Linked DNA regions of Zea mays: region 2 is linked to region 1. A link is a contact called in public Hi-C data. All regions are on one chromosome and are shown on one strand. The core of a region is the stretch at or near the end of the contact, and the rest is flanking DNA. Distances in the headings are between cores, read along the strand shown.

Region 1 (7,641 bases), core at 2,061-4,560:
GTGTGTTAGTCCTTGCGGGATTTAAGTGACCTATTTGATTAAGGAGAAAGCTCACTCGGTCTAAGTGACCGTTTGAGAGAGGGAAAGGGTTGAAATAGACCCGTTCTTTGTGACCTCCTCAACGGGGACTAGGTTCTTTAGAACCGAACCTCGGTAAAACAAATCACCGTGTTCATTCACTTGATTTCCATTTGATTTGTTTCCCCTCTCTCCCAGACTTGATTTAAGTTCTAACGCTAACCCCAGCTTGTAGTGTGTGTTTAAAGTTGTAAATTTCGTATTACGCCTATTCACCCCCCTCTAGGCGACTTTCAAAGGGATTGGGGATGTCCTTCATCAATCCGGCACCCCATAGAGTTTGTGAGTAAATCTTTGGGTCCCTGACACTAAAGTTTGTCGACATATGAAAAAGAATGACTTGCAATTCTTCTAGTTGTGGACCATCGGCGCTCCTACCTGATGAGCACGAAGTTTATAATTAGACCGACCAAAAAAGCTTGGTTCATTTGGATGATCAACTCCTTACAACACCTTGGCAACAGAAAGCATTGACCAAATTGTTAGGCTTAAGGTATCAAATCTGCTACAAAAAGGGCATGAAAATCGTGTGGCAGATGATTTGTCTCACCTGCCTATAGCACAAGTGCTAGCCTTATCTGTGCTGAAATCGACATGGCTGCAAACAGTAGCATAAGCCTATGCTGGTCACACTAATACAACACATATTCTCCAGTCCCTTGTTGTTCACTTACCATTTGGGTTGTATGTGTTGAAAGATGGTCTCATTCTGTACAAGAACAGACTACTGTTGTTGGCTCAATCTGAATTCTCGTTGAAAGTCTTTCAGACCCTCAACAATGCACCAATTGGAGGCCACTCTGGATTCTTAGTGACATACCAAACGATAAAGAAATTGTTTGTTTGGGTAGGCATGAAAAAGATGATACGACAATGGTGTACGCAGTGCTCCACCTGCCAACAGGCAAAATATTAACGGATTCACTACCCATGACTTCTTCAACCATTACCCATTCTGGAGGGTGCCTGTCAAGTGGTCCCAATGGACTTATAGAAGGTCTTCCAACCTTGGACCACTCTAACTACATAATGGCCGTTGTTGATAAATTTTCCAAGTACAATCACTTTGTGCCCCTTCATCACCCATTTACAGCTCTCAGGGTAGCTCACAAATTCGTGGACCATATCTTCAAACTGCATGGTTTCCCACAAGCTTTGATTTTGGACAGAGACCGTATCTTTACGAGCATTATGGAAGGAATTGTTTCAGTTGGCAGGTGTGGAGTTGCGTTTTACAACAACTTATCACCCCTAGTCAGATGGTCAAACAGAGAGAGTGAACCAATGTTTGGAAACCTACCTCCACTGTTTTACTCATGCCTGTCCTTCGAAGTGGAAACACTGGCTTTCGTTGGCAGAGTTCTAGTATAACACTAGTTACCTCCTTGAAGCTTACCCCTTTCAAAGTTTCATATGGATATCCCCCAGACACTTTGGTATATATATCAGGGATTCTTGTATTGTCCCCTCTCTTTAGGAATGGTTAAATGAAAGAAATCTTATGACTCAATTGGTCCAACAGCAACTAGCCAGAGCTCAGCATCATCAGAAACAACAGGTCGATCGCCACCATTCTGACAGAAACTTTGAAGTAGGCGATTCGGTCGACCTGAAATTGCAGCCATTTGTCCAATCTTCCTTGGTCAAACAGACAAATCACAAGCCCGCATTCAAGCACTTTGGTCCCTATCCTGTGGTGCAAAAAGTGGGCAAAGTAGCATTCAAATTGGAACTCCCAGCCTCTTCATCCATCCACCTAGTCTTCTATGTATCTCTATTGAAGAAAGCAATCGGTCCAGATGTTCCTGTAAGTTCTACCTTACCTCCATTGTCTGAATCCTTGCAGAAACCATAGATGGTGTTGCAGCGACGCACAATCCACACACCAAAAGGGGAGGTCACTCAGCTGCTCATCAAATGGGCATCTTGGCCAGAGGAGCTCGCGACATGGGAGGACGAGCCAACCTTCATCACCAGGTTCCTAAACACGTGGCTTGTGGACAAGCCATCTCTCAATGAGAGGGGGATGTCACAGCGCTAGAGGAGTCCAATGTAACAACCAGGCCATGAAGGATGATTAAGCCCAATACCAAGGTGAATGGGCCAGAATGGACCAAATAACGTGCCCTTTTCTTTTTTTGGTAAAGTGGCATGTAAATAAGAGATGAGAGGGGAGTTTTGAGAGAGGAGGTAGAGAACGAACTAGAAACCTGAACCCGACTGCGTCCGGCTGTTGGCGGCTTCGCCGTCTATAAGAACTCCAAAACCCCATATTCATCCAATGCTTACGTGAGAAGAAACGAGTGTTGGGAGCGGTGCTCACCTTTGCCATATCATCGGTGTCCTCACAAAGACACAAATCTAGCTACTAAATGACTCAACAAGTGACATTCTTGTGTGAAAACAGAGAGTCAAACTCAAGACCTGTAAGTCCCATCTAAGCAAATTGGTATTTGCGGTGGAGGAAGAAGGATCGATGACATGCATTCTGTGACCCCTTCCCAATTCATGGTCATTGAGTCAACCTATTTGCCTCCAACCCATATGCCTGAAGGTTGTGTGCACTGTGTCATTTTAGGTTCAGTTTCAGCTTGTTTTGCCATTAGAATTAATTTGTTGTAGGTTCCTACATTGCAGGTGACACTGAATTCGTAATTTTTAGTTTATGTCATATAGTAACTCTTCATGATAAAAATGTCTATTTAATATTTGGTTATTTCTTCATCTCACAAATTATGTTGGAGTCCATAAGCAGCCCGCTTTTAGCTTGCTAACAATGAGCGGTCCGCTTCTATTATCTCTTCATCTCTTTCTTCCATACCACTGTAAATTAGACATGACATCTTTTACATCTCACATACATCACCTTATTATACTTGTTCTGGGTTGTAGTCTGTATACCTAAAGTAATCTGACTCAAATCCGAAAGAAATTTAGCCGATTAACGACTGCTCACTCCCAAGAAATAATGAGTACATAGAATACAACCCCTAGGAAAACAAAGACAAAATAACTAAAAAATGAAGAAAAAAATGCATATGCGACGAGCCGCACTCGACAATCCAGATCTCTCGTTCGAAGTGGGCCTGGCTTTTCTAGGTAATTGGTGCGCACGGGCTCTGGAAGCAAACAAGCATGGGCTTGCAGGCTGGCAGCACAGCTGCACAGGCCTCTCCCAACTCCCAGCTAACGAGCCAATGGGTGCATGTGTATCATTGTTCTGTGGCTTCTGATTTCAATTCTCTCAAATGTTTTTTTGGGCCCTAGAACACTTGAGGACTGACTGAGGTGCCAACGCAGACAGTAACAGCTCAATTTCAGAGCATCAATGATTGGCGCCAAAATATATATCCACGGCAAGTACAAAAAGGATTCCAGGCTATCGAACGAGCTAGACTAGCAGTGCATCATCTATACATGCATGGGATGGAAATCACTGAACTGCTAATCTCACGAAGCAAACAAAATAAATAAATGAATGCCCGAAAGGCCCACCCACCCTTGCCAAGCTCACTTTCTTGTGGTGGATCATCTCGTCACTTGGCATCTCATGCACGATATATATACGATGGATCTGGTTCTGTGGCTGGAGAGAGTGGTGGATATATGTGACTGGCCAACCTGTCACTCATGTCTCGCCAGTGCTCCCAACGTCATCAAGCAACGAACTCAGGCCGTCTCTCGTCTGCGGAGAAGATGCCGCTGTACCGGTGAAAGTTGCTTTGGCCTGATGGTTAGGTACTTAATTACGTAAACCTTATCCCGGCCGGATTTGTTGTCTCCTATATATATACGACTTCTGCAGTTCTTTGATGTTGGGAAATGGATGCTTTAGAATTAAACTGGTCGAAGCTTAGGGATGTAACGGGTCGTTATGCTAGACGAAAAAGCCTATCTAATATTCACAGTTTGGTTTGGACCTATTCTTTTACATATAGCACATATGGTAAAAGTTACATTATAATAGAAATTATATTCTTATACATAACTTAAAGAGTCATCATTGTACGTTTCAAAAACAGAGTTGAAAGTGTTGATCTTATTTAGGGCTGTCTTCAGCAACGTCCCCTAAATTTCGTCCGCTAAAAGAATATTCTCTGTACTTTACAGAACACTCTAAAAGATTTTGTCCTCTATATTATCTCAGTCTCCAACAACGTTCCCTAAATTCGGTTCTCTAAAGCTACAGGGTTAACATACTTCATTTTGTCCATTTATTTGGTTTATAATTCATTTCTTTTCATTACACGCTAATTGAAATAAAACATGCACGGCAATAGTTTTTTAAAATTTATTAACAATTTTTGTTATCCGGACTTAAACATGTGTAGCATAATTTCTTCTCATTGTTTTTTATATTGCGGGAGATGGTGCTCGGATGATGTCGGAGATGTCCTTTGCATGTTCGTCCCGAGGTCCTTTGAATGGAAAGCATGTTCAGACCTGCGGCAGCACAGCAGCGCCACCGCCATCCACGGGAACAGTATATAGCGGGCGCTTGTATACCCGGCAAATGTAGCGGCTGAGGAAGAGTCGCTAAATTTTAGCGGACAGTATAGCGCACCTTGCTGGACGCTTACCGGACGTTTGTGTCTGCTATATTTGGTGGACAGGAGGCTTTACCGACCCTTGTTGGAGAGAGTCTAATATGGTATTGGGAGTTCAAAAGTTGCATGTTTAAACTATGTTATTTGCTTTAGTTTTCGAAACTGAAGTTTTATAGCAAGACCTAAAAGAAGGAACCTATTGAATTAGATTCAACTCCACTTGTTTTTGTCTTGTAGCCTAGCTCTACCTTTATAAACCAGACTTGTCGAAAATTAATTGTTCGACAGTATTTACATGGGATAGGTCATGTGATCGAAAGTTGAAGGTAATGGCACAAGAGATATGAAAAATTATACATGTTTCGGCTGGCGATGTGATATAATATTGTACGTCCTATTTATGACTTTGCTAGTGTCTACTGCAATGTGAGATGATCTTGCCCTCATGGGGATCCTCCGTCCCTCCATTTATATACCAAGGAGGGTCAATGGTTATAGGATAGGCATGAGTCGGTTATTGAGAGCACCTAGAGGGGGGTGAATAGGTGATCCTGTAAAATTCAACACTAATAGCCACAAAACTTAGTTATGAAAGTTAGAACGGCTAAGTAGCTTGAAGCGAGTTCTTGTGAACGCAGACAATCAAAGAGAAAGCACACAAGAGACACGCGATTTTTATCTCGTGGTTCGGCCAAGTAATACTTGCCTACTTCCACGTTGTGGCGTCCCAATGGACGAGGGTTGCACTCAACCCCTTTCAAGTGATCTGATGATCAACTTGAATACCACGGTTTTTCCTTTCTTACTCTTTCTCCCGTTTGCGAGGAATCTCCACAACTTGGAGCCTCTCGCCCTTACAATGATGATCACAAAAGAAGCACAGAAGTAAGGTAGGGAAGAGCTACGCACACAAGACACAAATCGCAACACAACTACGCACACAAGTCACAACTCGATCTCAAAACACAATGCACGGTGTTCACAACACAAATGGAGCTCAAGTCACTATCTCAAAGAATCGAATGCGTGAAGTTAGAGTCTTGAAGTCTTAGAATGTTTCTTGTAAGCTTGTGTAGCTCTTCCATGCGCCTAGGGGTCCCTTTTATAGCCCCAAGGCAGCTAGGAGTCGTTGGAGACCAACAAGGAAGGCCATCCTTGCCTTCTGTCGAGTGGCGCACCGGACAGTCCGGTGCGCCACCGGACAGTCACTGTAGACGGTCCGGTGCCGATCTCCTTCCTTTTCTAGCGCATATGACCGTTGCAGCCCTAGGTCAGTTGGCGCAACAGATAGTCCGGTGCCCCCTGCCGACCGTTGGCGCGGGCCACGCGTCGCCCGCGGATTGCGTGACCGACCGTTGCGCTGGCGACCGTTGGCTCACCGGACAGTCCGGTGAATTATAGTCGTACGCCGCCAAACTTTTCCCGAGAGCGGCCTGTTCACCGGAGTTCAGCCTGGCGCACCAGACACTGTCAAGTGCACCACCGGACAGTCCGGTGTGCCAGACTGAGCTGAACTTCGGCTGCACACAGCCAGTCTTTTGCAATCCATTTCTTTTCTTCTTATCTCTGTTTCTAACACTTAGATAACTTTATTAGTATACAAAAGCCAAATACTAAGTCTAGAAACATACCTTGTTATATGATTTTCACTTTTTGCAATCTTTGGCACGTTAGGACTTAAAGAATATGTGTTGGGCACTTAATCACCAAAACATTATAGAAATGGCCCAAAGGCACATTTCCCTTTCAATCTCCCCCCTTTTTGGTGATTTATGCCAACACAACCAAAAGCAACCAAAAGATGTGCAATATCAATGCAATTGAGGACCAAATTGTTTTTAACAAGATTTGACATATTTGGATCGCTCTTTGCCATCACTTGGTTTGTTTTTGCAAATCAAATTCATTTTCCTATCTCTAAGTCAAACTCGGTTGTTTGGGCATAAAGAGAGATAATCCAAGAGTGAAATTGATCGAATGCCAAAAACTCCCCCTTTTTCCCATAGTCATAAATTCTCCCCCACAAGAGACTAAATTTTGTAATAAGAGCATTTTGGACAAATCAAAAGTTCTAACTCTATTGTTTTCAAAATTCACAAGTGGTAGCTGATCCATTTGCTTTGGCCTTAATTTCTCCCCCTTTGGCATGAAGCACCAAAACGGGATCATTAGTGGCCCTTTAACCCCATTGCCTCACCAAAAATGTCAATTAAGAGCAAAAAGGCAACTAGAGCATAAAAATGAACTTGGAGGTGAGTACACTAATACCGGAGTGCAGTGGAAGTCTTTGCATGGTCCTGAAAGGGAAATGTGCCCTTGGGCCATTTCTATAATATTTTGGTGACTAAATGTCCAACACATAGTGAGTGAAATATTATGCGCCAAACAAGCAAAAGATGCAAATCATATGACAAGGTACGTTTCTAGACTTAGTACATTGTTTTGAGTACTAACATATTGTGTCTAAGTGCTAGAAACAGAGACAAGAAAAGATCCAAAAGACTTGGCTCGATACAGCCAAATCTCTGCTCAGTCTGGCACACCGGACTGTCCGGTGGTGCACCGGACAGTGTCCGGTGCGCCAGGCTGAACTCCGGTGAACAGGCCGCTCTCGGGAGAATTTGGCGGCGTACGGATATAATTCATCAGACTGTCTGGTGGTGCACCGGACTGTCCGGTGAGCCAACGGCCGCCAGCGCAACGGTCGGTCGCGTAATCCGCGGGCGACGCGTGGCCCACGCCAACGGTCGGTAGGGGGCACCGGACTGTCCGGTGTGCACCGGACAGTGTTCGGTGCGCCAACTACCACGAATCTGCAATGGTCGGCTGCACCAGAATTGGAAGGAGATCGCACACCGGACATGAACAGTGGCTGTCCGGTGGTGCACCGGACTGTCCGGTGCGCCACCCGACAGAAGGCAAGGATAACCTTCCTTGTTGGCCTCCAACGGCTCCTAGCTGCCTTGGGGCTATAAAAGGGACCCCTAGGCGCATGGAGGAGTCACCCCAAGCACAC
Region 2 (7,641 bases), core at 1,298-3,797, 210 kb after region 1:
TGCAAACGCGGTTCCTGTTAGTGATAATGAAAATAAACGTACGCGAAATGCCTCTGTGTCGGCCAATTCTCCCAATTGTGCTAAGAACTGGCCTATATGTTCGCGTGTGTTTTTCCCTTGATCACCCGAAAATTTTGCGAATTCGGGTATCCTGGTTCCCTGTGGGTATGGGTGGTGATCAAATCGGCTGTCATAAGGTTTCCGATATGATTGCCCCCCAGGGACCATGCTTACTCCGAGCTTATCTCGGAACGCCCCGGCTATTTCTTCCCTTACCATATCAATGGCAGCCGGTGCAAGACTACCGGCTCTCTGGTCAAACATAGGTGGGGTTGGCTGGATATTAGCATGTTGTCTTTCCCCCCATTGGTTTGAGTTACGTGGTGCATTTTCATTTGCCCTATATGGGTCATAGGTTTGATCGTTTCTTTCCGGCCTTCTAGGTGGGGCCGGAAAGCTTTCCTGGGCTTTGGATCCTGAATTAATGGGCTGGTGCATCACATAGTGTGATGGGAAGTGTTGCTGGGACGGGCGAGGATTCATGTAATAATCCTCCTCAAAATACTCATGCGCGGACTGTCCGGATACGTACCCGGACCGTCCGTGGTTATATGCGGACCGTCCGTCGTTGTATGCGGACCGTCCGACTGGGTAGTTTGGGTTCTGTGCCATGTGTGGTGGCTCGGGCGCATATCTAGGTAACTCATTAAAAATAGGCCCGACTGTTGCTGGCCCGGACGGTCCGCGCTCACGTGCGGACGGTCCGGGCATGTGCAGATCGGCTGGTTTGCTGCCGATTTGCGGTTGATTAGGGTATGTGTCCATCGGCATCCCATAAAGGGGTTGTGACTGGTCGTGACAACCTGTAGCCGATGTGTTACACGCGTTATCTCCTAACTCAACCTCGTGCGAAGGAAAATTTGTGGTACTAGATTTATCAAATGCACGTACTAGTTTCTTAAGATCGCTTTGCATACCCCCTATGATGTTCTGCATTTGTTCACGCTGATCTTCTACATAATTTCTAAGAGATTGCAGATCGTTGGTATTACTTACATTGGGGATATCTGGCGTGGGTTGGAGCGAAGCCGGATCCGTCGCCCGATGTCGGACGACCTTGTTGTTCCTGTCCACTTTGAAGTTGGCCAAGAACTTTGCTTTCGCCTCCTGGATCATCCGCTCCTTGTGCTCCTCAAACTGGAGCTGCTCGTCAGCCGGCAAAGTTTCCCAAGTCGGCTCTATGATGTTGCTTGGAGAAATATCAGAGCTATCCCTTGAACCGGCCATTGAGGGCCGATTTGATCAGCTTAGATATGTCGTCCACAGCGGAGTCGCCAAAAAGTATGTTGACGCTTTTTTGGAGCGCCAAATACTGAAGAAGAACCGGCGGCGGTGCTCTCTGGTCAGGCGCGGACGGTCCGCGGCCTGGGGCCGGACGGTCCGCGACCTGGCGCAGGGGCTAGGGTTTCCTGCCTGACGGCCGCGCCCTGAGGCCGGACGGTCCGCGCGTGTGCAGGGGCGGCGGAAGTTCGCCGGCGGCACCTGGATCTCGCTCCCGGGAGGGACCCCGTCGGGGAGGAGAGATCCTAGGTGGTGTCTAGGCTCGGGCCGGCCGACCTAGACTCCTCCAATCGGCGTAGAGTCGAAGAGAGGCGGAGAATTTGGGGATTGAGAGGCTAAACCTAAACTAGACTAGAACTACTCCTAGGATGAAATGCGAATAAAAGTTTTATTGATTCGATTGTTGATTATTACAAATCGGCCGTAGACCTCTCTATTTATAGAGGAGGGGGGGCTGGACCCTTTACACAACTGATTCCGAGCTAATCCCGCGAATATAGCTAACAACCATAGCACAAAACTCGGAACCCTAATCTGTTCTGCGCACGCGCGGACCGTCCGGCCCACAGGCGCGGACCGTCCGGACCGCGGACCGTCCAGCCTCAGGGCCGGACAGTCCGCCGGCTCAAAACCGGTTCGAACAGAATCAATACAACTTTTATTCGCATTTTATCCTAGGAGTAGTTCTAGTCTAGTTTAGGTTTAGCCTCTCAATCCCCAAATTCTCCGTCTCTGTTCGACTCTACGCCGATTGGAGGAGTCTAGGTCGGTCGGCCCAAGCCTAGACAACCCCTAGGATCTTTCCTCCCCGACGGGGTCCCTCCCGGGAGCGAGATCCAGGCCGCCGTCGGCGATTTCCGCCGCCCCTGCGCACGCGCGGACCGTCCGGCCCTAGGGCGCGGACCGTCCGGCCGTCAGGCAGGGAACCCGAGCTCCTGCATCAGGTCGCGTACCGTCCGGCCCCGTGCCGCGGACCGTCCGCGCTTGACCAGAGAGCACCGCCGCCTCGCGCCAGGTCGCGGACCGTCCGGCCCTGTGCCGCGGACCGTCCGCGCCTGACCAGAGAGCACCGCCGCTGGTTCTCTTGAGTAATTGGCGCTTCCAAAAAGGTGTCAACAGTGATTGATGGATCCATCCAACGAGCAAGTAGCTAGCTAGTAGCCAGCAGCATAGCGAGCACGGACACGGCAAGCGCTGCCGCTATGCTGCTACTGGCCTGGCCTACTGCTACGTACCGCTGCTGCTGCTGCGTTGTGAAGTCATATTTCCATCCAGGCGCGACCGCGCGACGAGGCAGCAGCCACTTGCGTGTGAAAATGTGAGCTTCCACCTGAACGACGGAAGTTTCCTCACACGATCCAGAGTGGAAGTTTCACACGATCATGATTCATATGCATGACTGCCACGGCACGCACCGGCCCGTGCAACGGTGCAAGTTGGCCGCCGTCCGTATGCCGGCCCGCATCACCGGCGACCGTAAATTCGTCTATATATACTAGTGCCTTACGCGCGCACCTGCGCGCGTGTTGTCCTTTCTTTTTATTTGATAAGCCTATTTTATTTCAAATAGCAATTGTCTAAGAACATTTGCTGAATTTTCAACAATATTTTTTAGTACCAATAGCAGTAGTAATACAAATTTAGATTACAGTAAGTAGCAAGTTGCATTAAACTGGTATACTTGAGTGTCCAGCAATAGTGTATCTGTAGAGTTTACATAGACAAACATAGTTCTAGGAAGACTTCAACTAGAGCCATATGTACATAAAAGTCTATTGACCAAAAGTGACCTAGCTTTTCTTGCATACACACAGTTCTAGGAAGGCTTCAACATCAGATTAATATATATATAAAAGTCTTATGACCAAAAGTGATGGAGCCTCTTCTATGCGTGCAAATAAAAGTCTATTGATCAAAAGTGACCAGTCTTTCTTGCATAGACACACAGTTCTAGGAAGGCTTCAACATCAGGTTAATATATACATAAAAGTCTCATGACCAAAAGTGATGGAGCCTCTTCTATGCTTGCAAAAAAAGAAACAATACATGTATACAAATGAGAGTAGTATGTTAGCATAAACAGCACCAAAGAGCACAATGTAATATTAGGATCATAAAACAAATAACATTTTTTTGAAAAGAGAGAAACAATAACATACAATATGTTTATTTTATCTTTCCCTCTGATCACCGCAAGCAGGTACTAAGTCTATTAGCACAACAAGCTATGTTATGTCTAAGATCTCAAGTTACAAAAACTTAATTGAAAAGTTAAAGTGTTTCTCGAATAAGATATATCAAGAGGCTAACAGTCTAACACACTGTTATGATGATATATAAGGAAAAAAAAGAGCAGCATAGAAGCAAGTTTACTAAGAACTGTGTTGCAGGAACATTTTTTGGTAGTGTGTATTTTCAGTGCGCACTGTGTATTTTCAGCACAGAACATAATGAACATAATAGCAGTGTTCAATGTGCACTGTGTATTTTCAGCACAGAACATTTTTTGAACATATATTTTAGGAATGAGTTTGCTCAGGTTATTCTTGCAGCAAAAAAGGGCTATGAAGTATGAACTACACTAATTAGCCAATAGCTACGAGCTATGTAATTTGTTTATTTTCTCTACTATCTTCTTGCACCAGATGCTGTGAATCACTTAGCAAGCAACTACAATAAAATCAGAAACTGAAAGCAAGCATATTCCAAGATGAAAGAAAGTGCAATTTTTTTCTGTTGCACAAATGGAATGACATCAGATAGTGAGAGAATAGAATAAAGAGGGGAGAGGGACAGGAGTAAGGTCTGACTTTTTAAAAGAGGAAAAAAAGCCATGAAGATATAAAATCGAAATTAGATTCAACGAAGGCGAACTGAATTATTTTTTCTGTTCTACAAGAAGTAGACAGTAGAGTTCCTATGACCATTATGGACCCAAAATTGTCCTGCAGCAACCTACGAGCACAAAAACTGTTTTGTTGGCCAAATGAAACGTAGGCTACACACACATCTTAGAATGAAACAGAGAAACCAGGGATTAAATCCAAAAGCTAAATTTAGGGAAAACCATAAACAGTAAATTTTGGGGAAAAATTTAAAGAACATAGACGTTCAGTCTATTCGCAAAGTAAAATAGTGGCATCTTAGAACCTCAATGTTTGGTGGCCAAATGAAATACGTGTGATATACAGGTCTTAGAATGGAGCACAGAAACTAAGGAATAGGTCAAAAAGCTAAAACCATGGAAACCCTAAACATTGAAAAAAAGTTTGAAGAACATAGACGCTTAATCAATTAGCTAAGTAAAATAGTGGCCTTTTCAAACTTCAATGTATCGACAAAAAAGGAAAACAAAGTCTGTGCTTCGATGCAAACAGTTTCACCTGAATGAAATCAGATGTCTATAGGTGTACTAATGTAGGACTTTTCTGTGTCGAAGAGAATCCAAATGTAAGGCCACTCATGTCATCAACTGTGTTTATGTTGGAGAATAAAGCCACATTGCTTCTAGCACCAAAGGAGCATGTTTATCTTTTCTCCAAGAAATAATGAAACTGAATAAACAAGAAAGTAAGAAACATAGATGGTTTCCTGAAATATATCATGTACCATACCTCATATATGGGGTTTTAGTCAAGTTTTTCCAAACATGCTATTTGCATAGGACTCACGTTTTTTGCTTTCAGAACATGGACTTTGTGCCTAATATTTGCCTTATGCATAATATTTAGTGGATTTTGTTATTGCCATACATGAGCTAAACAAGCACAGGTAAGAAGCAAGAGCACTTCATGTTCCTATCAGTTTATTTAGAAATGATTTTTCTAGCTATACCGGTTTGTTGGTACAGGATGGCTGACCCTGACTTTCCTTGGATAGCTGCGACAGTGGGAGGTATCATCATTTAGCAAGACAATTTAATGACGTCAGCATCAAAGTGTACGGGATAGACCAGACTGGTGAGAATCTTTTTCCCTTTTTTAGTTGTCATGCTTGAACTCTTATATTATCACAAATGCATTTTTACCTGTTTTTCATCATGTTGATGATTGTGTGTAGACGAGGATATAAAACACTACACCAAAATCATACAATTCCTACGGTTTTTTAACTTTCTACAACTTTTATAACAAACCGTAGGAAATAAATAACTTCCGAGCAACTGGTAGCTCTAGGAAATAAACATAACTTCCTACGGTATTTTATAAAAGTTATAGGAAGTTAGCTTTCGGTATATAAATATACACTGTTGCACTAGCAAAACGAGGAACACATGCAATGTTTCATAATTTAAACGAAAAAATAGAATCCCAATTGTACATATGTGCATGAACTGGTAGATTAAATAACATTGATGGTGACAGACCAAAGTGTGTACGAAGTACCTGGTTGATGTAGTCACTGAACTTCAGGGGTATTACTCCACGTGGTTCGGCCCAAAAAAGCAGATCTGGGGAGAATCTAAAACACATGGAGTACATAAACTAAGTTAAATAAATGCAAGCGTATAAGTAATCACTAACTACGTAATGATAGTGTAGAGTTATAACCTATAGACAGGTTACATACTTTTAAATAATAAAAGATGAAAACTAAGCAAACGGAATGAAACCTTAACTAAACAATTGTGTATCAATTAATTGTTAGTACAAGCAACATCAACAGATGACAGATTTAAGTGTCTATACTAAGTATCGGGCTAATGTAGTCAATGATTTCCGGGACATTACGTCATGTAGTTCGATTTAAAAAAAATTGCGGGAACATAGAGAATTTAAACATGTGGAGTAAATAAACACAATCAACATAAATAGTACACATTAGTTTATTTTTGTAGAGTTTTTTTAAATGAACTTTTATGTTTTATTACTTAATTAGTTTGACCTAATATTCAACCTAGAGAAAATAGCATGGTCTTGGGGACAGGAAGACATGATTTATATTACAATGTAAAAATAATTTCATAGGAGAGAATATGCCATTTTGGTAGAGTGGTTGTTACACGGAGAGAATAGTTTCGGCAAACAAAAAACATGTGAGTTTATTTAGTACGACAGCTTGCTGTCCAAATCTCTTTAGTTATAGCTTATAGAACTTTGAAGCATACATGCAACTAACAAAACTGATTTAGCCTTTTCGCATCAGGCTAAAGTCTCTATATGTATTGTGCAGATACTTCACTGAACATAATTTATGAATGTATGTTCAGACAAACTAATTTTCATAAGAGCCTAGGCCTCCCAAAACAGTTATTCTCACTTGGGATGCTTGCACACAACTTCAGAAATCTGTGGCTGATGTTGTAAACGAAATTGCTGAAGGAAATAGGTACTACTGACCTAACATTTATCTATTCCTTTGTAATAAACAGGACATACATCAGAGTAATAAAATGATCATATGATGAGAGGTATGGGTAAATACGAAGAAACCAGTACATAAGGAATTAGTCAATTACCACATGATGACATGTATGGGTAAGTACGAAGAAAGCATCTTTATATTTATGCAATGGAAAAAAATAGTAGCAGCAATTTATAAATAGATTCATAGATGCATCTAGCTTATGGATGAGTTAAATGCAGTAGGAAACTATATGAACGTCTAAATACAACACTATATACTAATGGAAAGATCAGATGCACTATTTTTTTGGGGAAAAAATGAAACCTTTTTTTATTAGATGACTTGATAAGATTGATGCGGTTCAACTGGTTCACACGGACTACGATTTGGAATTCCAGCTTCTCCTGGCCTGTTTTAAAGAAAAATCCAAATCAGTAGCTGTCACAGTTAAGGTACATACATATATTCTTTAGCCAAATTAGTATGTTATATGCAGTAGCAGGAAGCCAACAAAGACCATCCTGTTTTTTATGTATATGTCATCTAGAAAATAGGAGTGATAAAGAAGCAGGGGAGATAATTGAATAAAATGAAAAACATAATAACTTGGATGAAACCGGAGATTTCAGATCTTTAGACAACCTGCCTTCATTTAGGACACAAGGAACCAATCAAATCATCGCGTACGTGCTGCTGCCGGTTGGGCGACGGGCGAAGAAATTGACCGTCCATCCACGCCGCATGGTGAAACAACTAAACTTAGGTGGCGCTTGGACTTTGGACTAGATATTGGCTGACTATTGCTGTTCTTCAGCGGCGCAAACAAAGCCAGCCGACGAAAGACACTGGATCTGGGATCTGGCGGAAGCAAAGATATTGGGAAAAAAAGCACAGGAACCTGACAACATTCCCAAGCCAAGCTGATCCGTCTATCCCGTGAAACTATGACATTTT

The links. Hi-C and Micro-C count contacts between places; a contact is called where the count stands out from the background.
Region 2: a contact with region 1 is called in a Hi-C map of ear, with 7 times the contacts expected there. The contact joins two enhancer-like sites. A contact is called at or near these places in 5 of 25 Hi-C or Micro-C datasets (ear, leaf and tassel).

What each region holds. Positions count from the first base shown.
Region 1 is chr4:64,790,886-64,798,526 of Zm-B73-REFERENCE-NAM-5.0, forward strand. No RefSeq gene overlaps it. Among protein-coding and RNA genes, the nearest start is that of LOC111591353, 190 kb to the right of the region's middle. Within about 2 kb of position 3,311, at least 14 of the 20 cell types and tissues checked have an H3K27ac peak or open chromatin away from gene starts, as enhancers often do. A contact at or near this core is called in ear, leaf and tassel, where this site is marked.
Region 2 is chr4:65,006,109-65,013,749 of Zm-B73-REFERENCE-NAM-5.0, forward strand. LOC103653322 (a long non-coding RNA gene) reads right to left here. Exons shown (of 3, transcript XR_002269105.1): 1 at 7,012-7,641; 2 at 5,727-5,802; 3 at 2,987-3,360. Among protein-coding and RNA genes, the nearest start is that of LOC103653322, 4.5 kb to the right of the region's middle. Within about 2 kb of position 2,548, at least 15 of the 20 cell types and tissues checked have an H3K27ac peak or open chromatin away from gene starts, as enhancers often do. A contact at or near this core is called in ear, leaf and tassel, where this site is marked.